2 separate regions of the Sus scrofa genome follow, and region 2 is linked to region 1. The links are chromatin contacts, called in public promoter capture Hi-C maps. All regions are on one chromosome and are shown on one strand. Each heading gives the region's core, a stretch centred on a gene start, on an enhancer-like site or on the middle of the called end of the contact. The rest is flanking DNA. Distances are from core to core; before and after follow the strand shown. Region 1 holds the start of LMBR1 (limb region 1 protein homolog). Region 2 holds the start of RBM33 (RNA-binding protein 33).

Region 1 (6,223 bases), core at 2,099-4,598:
CCCTGACTCCCCTGCTTTGACCCATTTCTCTCCTAAATTTGTTTTTTTTTTTTTTTGTCTTTTTTTTTTGCTATTTCTTGGGCCGCTCCCGCGGCATATGGAGGTTCCAAGGCTAGGGGTCGAATTGGAGCTGTAGCCACCAGCCTACGCCAGAGCCACAGCAATGCGGGATCCGAGCCGCGTCTGCAACCTACACCACAGCTCACGGCAACGCCGGATCGTTAACCCACTGAGCAAGGGCAGGGACCGAACCCACAACCTCATGATTCCTAGTCGGATTCGTTAACCACTGCGCCACAACGGGAACTCCTCCCTCCTAAATTTGATGTGCAGATGCTAGAAGAAAAAAAAAAAAAAGCGCTAGGATGAGTAACTAAAGCTGAGGAAGATGGTACCTGACAATTTATTAGAGCCCATGAACTTCAATGATTGACGTCAACCTGCAGTAGTTTAATGTCTCTTCATGATATTACCTTAAGGAAGATGGTGCAAAATTATTTCTTCCCGGAAGCCCAAGCAGCGCCCTGTCTAATATCTTGGAAAGCATAGCATGATGCCCAGGAGCACAAGCAGGTGAGGCCTCACAGCGTGGCTGGTGGTTAAATCACAGGAGGCCGGGTTCTCTGGGAGCCTCTCAAGAATCCACCCAGGCAGAGTCAGAAGGCTCCGAGTGTGGGGGTTGGCAGGGAAGACTTTGCAGAGATGGGAAGTTTTGGTGTGGACCTTGAAGAGTGGTGGCACGGAAAGTGAACTGGGGCAAAGAGGGCATGGAAAGGGTGAAAGTTCTTGGCCTTGGCAATGGAAGGACAGAGGAGGAAGCCAGGCTGCAGGAAAGGGCTCTTTAGGGAGTGAAGTGGGGAGAACAGGTGGAATGGGTGTGGGGGGGAATCCCCAAAAGTCAAAGTCTTAAACGCCGGTTAAGGAGTCTGATTTTATTCTTCAGTTAATGAGAATGCTGCATTGCAGTGCTTTCAGCAGAGGGTAACACCTGCCTTTTGTGGGATTCATGTTTTAGGGGGATGCATAGGAGAGAGTGTCAGCTGGGGTGACAGAGATAACTGGCCCATCCATTTCCGGTTTGGGCGAGACTTTTTACACAGTGACAGTTGGAGGGTGCCCAGGGGCCACAAGAAGGGGCAAGCCTTAAGGCACAAGCACCTCTCAATAGCTTCCTATTTTATTTCATTTTATTTTTCTTTTTACGGCCACACCTGCGGCATATGGAAGTTCACTGGTTGGGGTCAAACGGGAGCTGCAGCTGCTGGCTTACACCAGCAGCAACACTGGATCTGAGCCATTCGTCTGTGACCAGCTTTCAGCAACGATGGATCCTTAACCTGCTGAGTGAGGCCAGGGATCAAACCTGCATCCTCACGGAGACTATGGAGACTGCTGGGTTCTTAACCCGATGAACCACAGCAGCAGCTCCGCTTCCTGTCTTATAAGATCCCTTTAGCCAGAGCAATTTACATGTGCAAGGCCCAGAGTCAAGTGGGGGAAACAGGGTCCACTCCTTGCTGGGAGATCAGGCAAAGCCACAAGGCAAAGGGGGGAGTGTGCGGGGAAGAGCTTGTGGCCACTTTGAGGTCTACCACCCTGAGCTGAGCACTGAGGTACCAAAGACAGGGAAAAACTAGATCAAAGCGGGGGTGAACGTCTATACACAGCTGCATAAGAAAATTAAAAGGTCCAGAGAGCTGGAGTGTTGAGTTAGAAAGATGAGCAATGCCATATGCTTCCACTTTCTGGAACACAGGCATAAGGTCACACATCTTAAAATCAGATCCGATCGCCCCCTGATTTGCGAGATGACCCTGAAATTATCCAGGTCTTCGTGTCATTCAGGAAGTTACCCAGCTCCCAGAAACTGAATGTTCCGAAAAAAAGGTGCTTCTTTGTCTTTTCCTGGTTCTTTAGGGCTCTGAGACATCTAAAAAATAAAGACGAACACTGAATTTAACCAGGGGGAAGTTACTCCTGGTTTCTTATCAGCCTATGGTAGCAAGAGTACTAGTAGGCTCAGAACAAGCCTCATATTCTCCACGACCTCACTACCGACATTTTCTGGCATAAGGCATCAGAGGCACAGTTTTGGGGGGGCCTGTAAGCTTTTCATGGCTCATTAAAAAAGTTGGATTCTTGGAGGTCCCATTGTGGCACAGTGGAAATGAATCCGACTAGGAACCATGAGGTTACCGGTTCGATCCCTGGCCTTGCTCAGTGGGTTAAGGATCCAGCATTGCCCTGAGCTGTGGTGTAGACCAGCAGCTGTAGTTCCGATGAGACCCCTGGCCTGGGAACCTCCATATGCCGCAGGTGTGGCCCTAAAAAGACAAAAGCCAAAAAAAAAAAAAAAAAGTTGGATTCTTGAAAAAAATTTCAAAATCACAAAAATATACTTCAAAATCTAAATTAATATCTATTATAAAAATTTGAAAGCAATTTGTAGATTTTCTCACTTTCCAAGAATTCTCAGAGATGCCACAAAATCACAGCCTGCAGTAATTTAAGTGACTTTTTTTTTTTAGCTATGCTGGGGGCATGTGGAAGTTTCCGGGCCAGGGGTCGAACCTGCTCCACAGCAGTGACAATGCAGGATCCTTAACCCCAGGCCACCAGGGAACTCCTAAGTGACTTATTGCTTAAAAAAAAATCCGAAGGTAATATGATAAATACGCCTTCAAGTTCATTTTTATCGCAAAAAACCCAAACAATAAAAGATACTTAATGCAGAATGGGGATGAATCACCGTTTGGTGGCCCCCCAAGTGAACCTTCGGTGTAGGGTCTCAGCAGGGTCGCCCCGATCGCCCTGGATTTGGCAAGGACCTCACATTCCGAGCTATCTGCGTTTTCCAGGTGGGCAAGCCCAAGACCTTGGCAGCTCAAGGCCCTTATCGGACCCAGAGAAGCCAGGTTTCCGCGGTTTCCGCCCAAAGCGCGTCCTGAACCTCTGGTTTCCGACCTTCACTTTGGCAGAGGGAACGTTTCCGTGGGAGACCTCCTGCCGGACTCCGCCAAGTGCTCTGCAGCGGGGCTGGCGCTGGGCGAGGGCCGACTGCAGCTGCGGTAAAGGATAACTCCTATTGAACCCGTGCGCTGGCGCGCCAACCTCCGTTATTTCACCCTCGCAGTAGAGTCAAGGGGCGCTGCAACCCGGCCCTAACACCTAGCCCTTCTCTGGGCCTCCCGACAGCAATCCCTCCGGCGCAAGCCCGCCTCCCTGGGGGCGTGACCAATGGCCCGTAGCCACGCCCACACCCCGCCCCTCGGCCTCAGGCCCTTGGGCCCCTCAGGCGCGGCGGCGCGCTCCTCTGACGCGCGGCGCCTTCTTCTGACGTCAAGCCCCGCCCCGGCCCCGCCCCGGTCCGCGCGGTGCCCGCCCTCAGCAGTCCGAGCGGCTTCTCCTGAGGCGGCGGCTGAGGTAGCGGCTGGGGTCGTGGTCGCGGTCCCCGAAGCGGCCGTCGGTCCGCCCGCTCCGGCGCGGCCGTCCAGCCCCTCGGGCCGGCGGGCGATGGTGCGGCGGAGCGCGCGGACGCGGGCGACGCGGCGGCGGGCATGAAGGAGGATGGAAGGGCAGGACGAGGTGTCGGCGCGGGAGCAGCACTTCCACAGCCAAGTGCGGGAGTCCACGGTGAGCGCCCCCCGCGCGGCCCCCTGCGTCCCTCCCCGTCCCCCGGCGGCGGCCTCCCCAGGGCCACCTCCCCGCCCCCGGCTCCGCCCCCGCCCCGCGCCCACCTGCCCTCCATCCACTCACCTGTCTCCCCCCCGCCCCCCGCCGGGAGCGCTTCGGGGCCACCTGCGCCCCCTCATCCGGTGTTCTTCCGGGCGAGGTGGCGGCGTCCGCCCTCCCGGCGGTGGACGACCCGGGGCCCGCGCCCACGCTCCGTGGCCTGGCGCGCGCGCGGCCGGCTCCGTGGGCAGGTGTGCGGGCGGGCCCCTCGCTGGCGCGGTGAGGGCGGCATCCGCAGGGCGGCTGGGTGGCTCGCCCGGGTTTGCACACTCCGTCCCGCCCTCGCCCGTCGCCCTCCTCCCTGCTGGTGCCGAACCCAAACCTTCCGTCTCGGCGTGGAGGCTGGCGGCTGATGGGACTGCGGGCTGAGCGACCGTCCTTTGTGCTGGAAGCAGCTGCTTGAGGAAGTCATCCTTCCTCGGTCCCCTCTCTCCTGCGTTGCTGGCAGGGGTCAGGAAGCAGGGCTTGGCTTTGGAAATCTGCTTTGACGTTTTTACCTTTTCGTGATGCACCGGGACACATTATGGCTGTGCTTATTTGTGTTTTCGTAACAATGAAAAACATAAACTGTATGTATTTGTATTTACCTCTCCCCTCTTCCAATTTCTGTCAAATCCAGTCACTCTCTTGGTTTTTGGTGAAAAACTTCTGGTTGGGAATTTCCTGGTTTGTGTAGTTATTGATCTTGAAAATTGAGAGTCACTTTGCCAAGTCATACCTTGGAGTCAAGAGATACAGAGTCTGAACTGGTAGCATTTGATACAGCAGATTTAGTTTAATTTTTTATTTGGAGCTAAAATAAAGAAGTACGTAATCATACATCTTCAGCTTGAAGCATTTCAAACCAAACACCCCTGTGTAATCCTGAACACTGAGAAACAGAGTGTCACTAGCATCCCGTCCCTTTTCCTGGTCCAGTTGCTCTCCACTCCATCAAGAGTAACCACTGTCCTGGCTTTAATAGTTGAGCTTGGAGTTCCCGTTGTGGCTCAGTGGAAACAAATTTGAATAGTAACCATGAGGATGCAGGTTGGATCCCTGGTCTCACCCAGTGGGTTAAGGATCCTGTGTTGCCGTGAGCTGTGGTGTAGGTCTCAGATGCAGCTCATATCCCGAACGGCTGTGGCTGTGGTGTAGGCCGGCAGCTACAGCTCGGATTTGACCCCTAGCCTGGGAACTTCCATATGCTGCAGGTGCAGCCCTAAAAAAAGAAAAAAAAAAAATAGATGAGCTTATCTTTGAACTTTTATATAAATGGAACCTTACAGGAGCGCGCTCGTTTAGGTCTGATTTCTTTCACTTAGCAATGTTGGTGAAATTCCTCTATGTTGTCTATGGTTATAGTTCATTCTCAGTGATGTAGCTGTATGACTAGCACAGTTTGTTTTTATTTTACGGTTGATGTTCACTTCAGTAGTTTTCAGGTTTGGCCTATATTTTTGTACATGTGTTTTGGTGAACTTGTGTATACATTTCTGTTAGGTCTGTACCTAGAGATGGGAGCTCTAGGTTATAGGTTGTTTGTTCATCTTTGTAGATACTTTTATTTATTTATTTTAAAGTATCACTGACCTCAACTTTATTATAATTATTTTTCCAGTGGTCCCACCTGTGGCATATGGAAGTTCCCTGGCCAGGGACCAAACCCTTGCCTCTGCAGCAACTCGAGCTGCTGCCATCAGATTCTTAACCCACTGTGCCACAGAGAGCACTTCTGTAGATACTTTTAAACAGTTTGCCACAGTATGTGGTACCAATTTACACTTCCACCAGCTCTGTAGGAAAGGTGTGATTTGCTTCCCAGCTGTACCATACTTAGTGTTTTCTGGTTTTTTTTTTTAATTTTTAATTTTAGCCATTATAGTAAGTGTGTCATGGTGTTTAATCCACAGAAGATGTTATTTACATTTCCCTGATGATAATGAATTTGAACATATATATTTGTCATATATGTTTATTGGTCATTTGGAAACCTTGTGTGAAGAGTCTTCAAGTCTTTTTCCCATTTATAAACCTGTTCATCTTTTTAGTATTGACTTGCAGTAGTTCTTTATGCTTTCCGGACTTGACACTCTGGTCATATATCTATGGTTCTATGTATACATATAAATATCTATGAACTTTTTTCATTCTGTGGATGCCTCTGTGCTGTTCCACTTGTCTGTTTGTTTTTGGCTTTAAGTTAATCAGATGTTCTATCATTTGGATCGATGTTACAGTAGCCAGGAGCTTTATTATTTTTGACTACTACGCTAGAAGCACCTCAGTTTTAGCACTGATTTTAGATGCCTTAGGTCTCCCCCTCCTCATGCCCACTTCTCCTAGACCAACACACTTGGGTGGTGGGTATACTCCACCCTCTGCAGAACCAGTGCCAACAGTGACCACACTTATTGGCATTCCTTCCTCAAATCATTCACATTTATTTATTTATTTATTTATTTATTTATTTAAACAAGTGGCTGCACCTGCAGCATATGGAAGTTCCCGA
Region 2 (6,223 bases), core at 1,068-3,567, 880 kb after region 1:
CCATCAATACAAAAACAGCTAATCAATAAATGGTGGACCCATACTAACTCTCACCTATTACCACAGAAGAGACTGCCAGGACCTACTCTTCTTTTTTACTGTTTTTGTCTTTTTAGGGCTGCACCCATGGCATATATGGAAGCTCCCAGGCTAGGGGCTGAATCGGAGCTGCAGCTGCTGGCCTACACCACAACCACAGCAACTCAGGATCCGAGCCATGTCTGCGACCTACACCACAGCTCATGTCAACAACGGATCCTTAACCCACTGAGTGAGGCCTGGGATCGAACCTGCATCCTCACGGATGTTAGTCAGATTCATTTCCGCTGCACCACAACAGGAACTCCATGCCAAGACCTAATCCTACGTGAACAAAGCCAACTAAGGAATACGTGATTCCACCTTAAACCGTAAAAGGCCACACAGCTGTAAATGTGCAACTTACGTTTGCCAACAGGGTGCAAAGGGATTCAGAGAGAAAAGTTTTCACTTTCATTCACTCCTCAAATATTTGTTGAACATGCCAGGAACTTGGAATACAAGGAAGGTAAAACATGCAGCATTCCTGTCCTCAAGGGGCTTACAGACTACTTAACATAGTCTTGTTAAGAAGAGACGTTTTAAAAAAGGAAATAACCAAATAAAATTACAAACTGCCATAAATGTTCTGAAGAAACTAGGGTGCCACCGAACCAAGGAGAGGGAGGCACGAAAGGAAGAGATAGACACACGTGGGACAGAAGATCGGCCTGGCAAGGAGCTTGAAGGAGACCAGAGGGAGGGCAGGCTGACCAACAGCCTGGGGAGGCGGGGGGCCGAGCCTGCAGAACTCACGCGCCTCGGTGCCTCGAGTCTGCCTTTAGACTAAGAGCGATGGGAAACCAGGCACTAGGGAAAAATCACAAAGGATCAAGCCTACCTAACCCCCTAAAATAGCAATTCCCAAACTTTCTGGACTCAGATTTACTGAGGCCGCCAAAAAGCTTCTGTTTCTGTGGACTGCATTCACTGACATTTGCTTCCTTCGAAAGTAAAAATGAGAAACATGAAAACATAAGAACACATTCCCTCACCCGTCTACACGACAAAGCGTTCACGTGTCACACAGCCTCGGGAAAACTCCTCGATGCTCAGAGGGGTGAAACATGCAAATAACCTTAGCATTAATGAAACCAGTCCTGACCCAGGAGTTTCCAGACTATACTGTGACAAGGATACAAAACCACGACTTTGACCGCCAGAAAGCAACCAACTAAGAAAAGAACACATCTTTTCAAACTTTAACTGGAAAGCTTCAGCTCTAACACGCAAAAGTCATCTGACCAAAAAATAAATAAATAAATAAAAAGTCTACACCAAATCGTACTGCCAGGAGCGACATTGCTGCGTTTGGTCTCATTTTGCCAAAGCAGCGTCTCAAAGTCCTAGGCAGGACTATGGCAACGTGCTCATAAGCAAGCATCACTAAAAAAAAAAAAAAAATACACAAAAGGATGGTTACACGTCTCAATAACGAAAACAACCTCAAATGCTGTCGCGGTTCATACTTTCATCATCTAAGGGGCTCCTTCATCAAAGTTTTCGAACAGTCATACAAGTCACTTTCAAGTGGGTTTTTTTTCCCATTATTAAAAAAAAAAAAAAAAAAAAAAGCCCTCCATCCACAAAATGGGGTTCCAACCAAAAAGTGATTTTACCTGAAATGTGTTTTCACTAAGTACCCTCTCGAACTCATCTACGCTTGGACAACGAAGGAAACACCCAAAGGCACTGCACCGGTATCTAAACCTCTTCGGTCCGGTTCCCACGTCTGCAAGGTGCTGATAACCCAGCACTAGTGGGCTCGTACCCCACGACTGAGGAGCTCCCAGAGCACGAGAGCAGCTCGCGGAGACCGCTCTCTCAGAACCCGTCCTCGGTCTGGCCCGGTTGCGGCACCGGCCTGGAAACCTCCCGGAACCGTCGGGACCACCCTCCCGGGGCCACAGCTGCCCCCCACCCAGGCCGGCGCCCCGCCTCCGGTGGGCCTGGCGCTTGGCGACGCCAGGGCGGCGGGCACGCCGAGGCCCGACCCCCGCCCGCCTCTCAGGGGACCAGACCCCCGACGGCCAGGAGCGGCCCCCGGAACCCCCACCGCCACAGCCGCCTCCCGCGCGGCGCCGCCTCCCTTACCTCCGGCGCCGGCTCCTCCGCCCGCTCCCAGGGCGGTCGCCATGGTGTGCACTGGGCCCGGCCTTCAGCCTCGCCCCACCAAGCCAGCCGGGGCCCGGGGACGCGCAGGGAGGACGGGGGGCGGCGGGCCGGGGCGGCGGGCCGGGCCGGGGGCGCGGGGGGCGGCGCGGCCGGCGGGTCGCGGGCCCCTCCGGCCTGCTCCTCCGCAGGAAGAAAACAACAAACTATCGCAACATGGCCGCCGGCTCGGCCCGCCGCCGAGGTGCACGCCGGGATGATGGCGGCCGGGAGGCACCGGCGCGGGGCCTCCCCTGCAGGCCGCGGCGGCTCCGAGCCGCCTCCGAGGGACGCAGGCCGAGGGCGGAAGGCAAACACACCAGCGGCCGCCTCGTTCCGCTCCAGAAACCCCAATGTTTGAAGGGGGCGGGGGCGGCGGCCCGCCGTAGTTCGGCCCCGGGCTCTGTCGTGAGTCGCTTTGCAGCAGTTGGCGCCGAGCTTTACGGCCGGCGGAGGTCCCGTTGGAAGAGTGAGGGAGGAGATCCCGCGCCCGGTAATGGGGCCGGAGCTTGCTTTCTGTGTCTGGACTGTGCGGCGCGCGGCGGGGGGCGGAGTAAACTGCGCTGCGGGCTGACAGCGGGGACGAGCACGCCGTGGGGGTGGTGCCGGGCATGCGCACTGGGGGGTCTGCGGCGGAGGCAGGTGCGCTGAGCGGGTGCGGCCGGAACGGCCGCCGTAGCGACATGTGCGCGAGAGGTAGCGTTTGAGCCGCAAGACTTGTCCACAGCGGGATGCTAACAAGTGACCTTAAGGGAAGGGTCCTGGGAGATAAGAGTTGTAGAAGGCTGAGGGATGCTTGGGATCAGGCATCCGAAGGCGACTTCTGACTTGTTGGCAGTTGGGGACGGGGAAGACCGGTGCGGATGTAATGAGGCCTTTAAGAACACGCAAGCTGCAAAGGTTGCTTCAGTAACAATGAATGTAGGGCTTATGGGGAAAGGAAAGGGTGGAAAGAGAAGGCTGAGCAAAGACCTTGGCTCGGAGGTGTCAAAGGACTTCTTAGGATTCCAGAATTGCAAGTGGCACAGGGGAGCGCTGCACTGTTAGTGGAAAAGAATAATTTCAGGTGGAAAAGCCTCTGAAACACCTTAACTGAAGGAAGTAAAAATTTTCAGGAATGGGGTAAATCTGAATTGTGTGCCACCGGAAAGGATGCAGTAAGAAGAAACAGCATCGCTTCTGTGATAAAATCCTGTCACAGATACCTCACTGAGTCTAATCTCGAAAAAGTAAGGACCAAAAAAATGGGGGACATACCACAAAACAGTTGGCCTTTAATCTTCGAGTGTCAAAATTATGAAAGCCAAACCAGAGGACGTGTTTCAGACTGAAGAAGAAAAGGCATGACCGGAGTTCCTGTCGTGGGACATCGAAAAGGAAACTGACTAGGAACCATGAGGTTTTGGGTTCGATCCCTGGCCGGATTAAGGATCTGGTGTTGCCATGAGCTGTGGTGTAGGTCGCAGATGCAGCTCGGATCTGGCGTTGCTGTGGCTCTGGCGTAGGCTAGCAGCTACAGCTCCAATTAGACCCCTAGCCTGGGAACCTCCCTATGCTGTGGGTGCAGCCCTAAAAAGACAAAAAAAAAAAAAAAAAAGACATGACCACTGAATCCAATACATGATTCTGAACTGGATCCTTTCACTGTAATGAATGTTATTGAAACAACTTGCAAAAATCCAGAGTCTGAAGATAAGATGGGAGTAATACAGCAAAATTAACTTCCTTATTTTGATGATTGTAAGTGGTATGTCTTTGTAGAGAGTGCAGACTAAACTGTTACCACTCTCATACCACTTTCCCATGCCAGGCCAATAAACGGAGAGACAAGTCGTTGTATTCACCAAGCCAGCAGACCAAGAAGATCACGTCACAAAGAACCGCCTTCTTTTATACTAAAAGAGGAACGGTTGTGGTTGCTTGTTGCAAACTTCTTGGTACCAGAATCCTTTGTTCTTGAAGCTGTCCCCTGGGTCTGGTCACAGTCTTCCTATAAATCTCCACCAAGACAAACGCTACTCTCTATTCTGCAGCTTTTTTTTCTGCTACATGGATGGAGAAGTGTTAGACCTTTAAAGATCAGATCCTTGAGAATGGGCTGTCCTGCATATTTCAAGTTATAGGCAACATTCTTTTAGTGATTAACGTACAGTAAACTCAATAGAGTACAAAGGTTAAAGTAAAAAAAAAAAAAAATCCAATGTGGAGTCAGATTGGTTCTTTCCTTTTACACAAGTACTTGGGGTGACAGGGCATAAGTCATGAACTTATTCTCAAGTGGTTCAGAATAAAAGTGTTTTATTTTACTGTCTGTTGAACTTGGTAAGTTTTTATTGCTTCAAAACAAAGGAGCAAAGAGAAAATTGTTTTAAAATGTCATTGTTGGAGTTCCTGCCATGGCACAGTGGGTTAAGGATCTGGTGTTGCTGCAGCTGTGGCACAACTGTAGGTTGAAGCTATGGCTTGGATTTGATCCCTGCCTCGGGAACTTCTATATATTGTGGTTGCAATCAAAAAGAAAGGAGGAAGGAAGGAATTTGGGAGAGTGGAACGAGAATATCAGATTCATGACAAATTGGAGTTCCAAAATGTAGAGAATATAGAGAATGGAAAAGAGACATTAAAAAGATGATTCCTTTTAAGAACAGATGAAAGATATAAACCCACAAATACAGGAGGCATAAAAACATCAAGCAGGAAAAATAAATCCACACCTAGGCACATGTGGGGAAACTGAACAGCATCCACAAAGGAGACCTCAAAACAACCAGGACGCAACTGCCACTTCTGGTCATGACAGAGGCACTGAGACAGACTTCCTTCACATGGTACCTTGAAAACTGAACCAATTGGGGGGGGGGGGATGATTTTCCAACATTGGGCCACAGGCAGCACAGACCTGTGGTCACGGAGCTGAGAAAAAGGAAACCAGTGAACTGGCCCATACAATCACCCAGGTTTCTGGCTGAAAACACTTGCTGGCCCATGAGAAACTCGAGTGAAACAGGAGGTTTGAGGAGACAGACCAAAATTTAGAGGGGCCAACATGAGGCATCTCGGGGTGCCGCAGTGGAGATGACGGAGCCGTATGAGAAGGATGCCTTGAGTGCTGCTGCAGCATGAAACCCCGTGAGCATGCACACAGTGCATGGACAACCAGAAAGCTGTACATGGAACAGTTCCCAGAGCTGAGGGCCCAGGAGACGTCAGGACCTCAGGGACCCCGTGTGGACAGTCCCGGCTGAACCCCCAGCCCCTTCGGGAGCAATCTAAGAGGAGCCAAGACATTAGTCCTAGGACAAACAGGCGCTCACATCTCCCAACAAAGCTTTAAAACAACCATTGAAGTGGTTATGCTAATCAGCAAGTGATTTAATGGCCTTTCAGAACAAACTTCGATATTCTATAAAGAAAAACATTTGACAAAAAAAAAAAAAAAAAAAAAAAAAAAACCCTCAGTACTCAATAATGTTCAATTCACAAATTCCAGCATTTAATTTAAAAACATTAGGAGCTGCCATTGTGGTGTAGCAGATAAATCTGACCCGTATCCATGAAGATGCAGGTTCGATCCCTGGCCTCGCTCAGTGGGTTAAGGATCAGTGTTGCCATGAGCTGGGGTGTGGGTCACAGACATGGCTCTGATCGTGTGTTGCTGTGGCTGTGGTGTAGGCTGCCAGCTGTAGCTCCGATTAGACCCCTAGCCTGGGAACTTCCACATGCCATGAGTGAGGCACTAAAAAAAAACGAAAGAAAAATTACTAGTGAAGGGAAGAACAGGAATATGACCAATACCGGGAGGAAAATTAATAGGTAGAAGCAGACATGCCAGAGATGACAAAATTAGCAGGTAGGGGATTTCAGACAGTTGTTATACACATGTTCAAGGATTTAGGGAAAAACAGGACCACAATGAGAAAGGAAATAGAAGATGTAAAGTGGAACTTTTAGAGTTGAAAAATGCAATATTTGGGAATTCCTGCTGTGGCACAGG

Evidence for each region. Promoter capture Hi-C pulls out the DNA fragments that hold promoters and counts their contacts.
Region 2: a promoter capture Hi-C map of liver shows a contact between it and region 1, with 7 times the contacts expected there. The contact joins the promoter of RBM33 here to the promoter of LMBR1 in region 1. A contact is called at or near these places in 1 of 5 promoter capture datasets (liver) and 1 of 2 datasets of contacts at active chromatin or transcription factors (alveolar macrophages).

What each region holds. Positions count from the first base shown.
Region 1 is chr18:1,792,114-1,798,336 of Sscrofa11.1, forward strand. It overlaps LMBR1 (limb region 1 protein homolog), which reads left to right and starts at 3,349. Exons shown (of 17, transcript XM_021079157.1): 1 at 3,349-3,633. The coding sequence starts at 3,568.
Region 2 is chr18:2,673,887-2,680,109 of Sscrofa11.1, forward strand. It overlaps RBM33 (RNA-binding protein 33), which reads right to left and starts at 2,318. Exons shown (of 20, transcript XM_021079037.1): 1 at 2,173-2,318. The coding sequence starts at 2,215.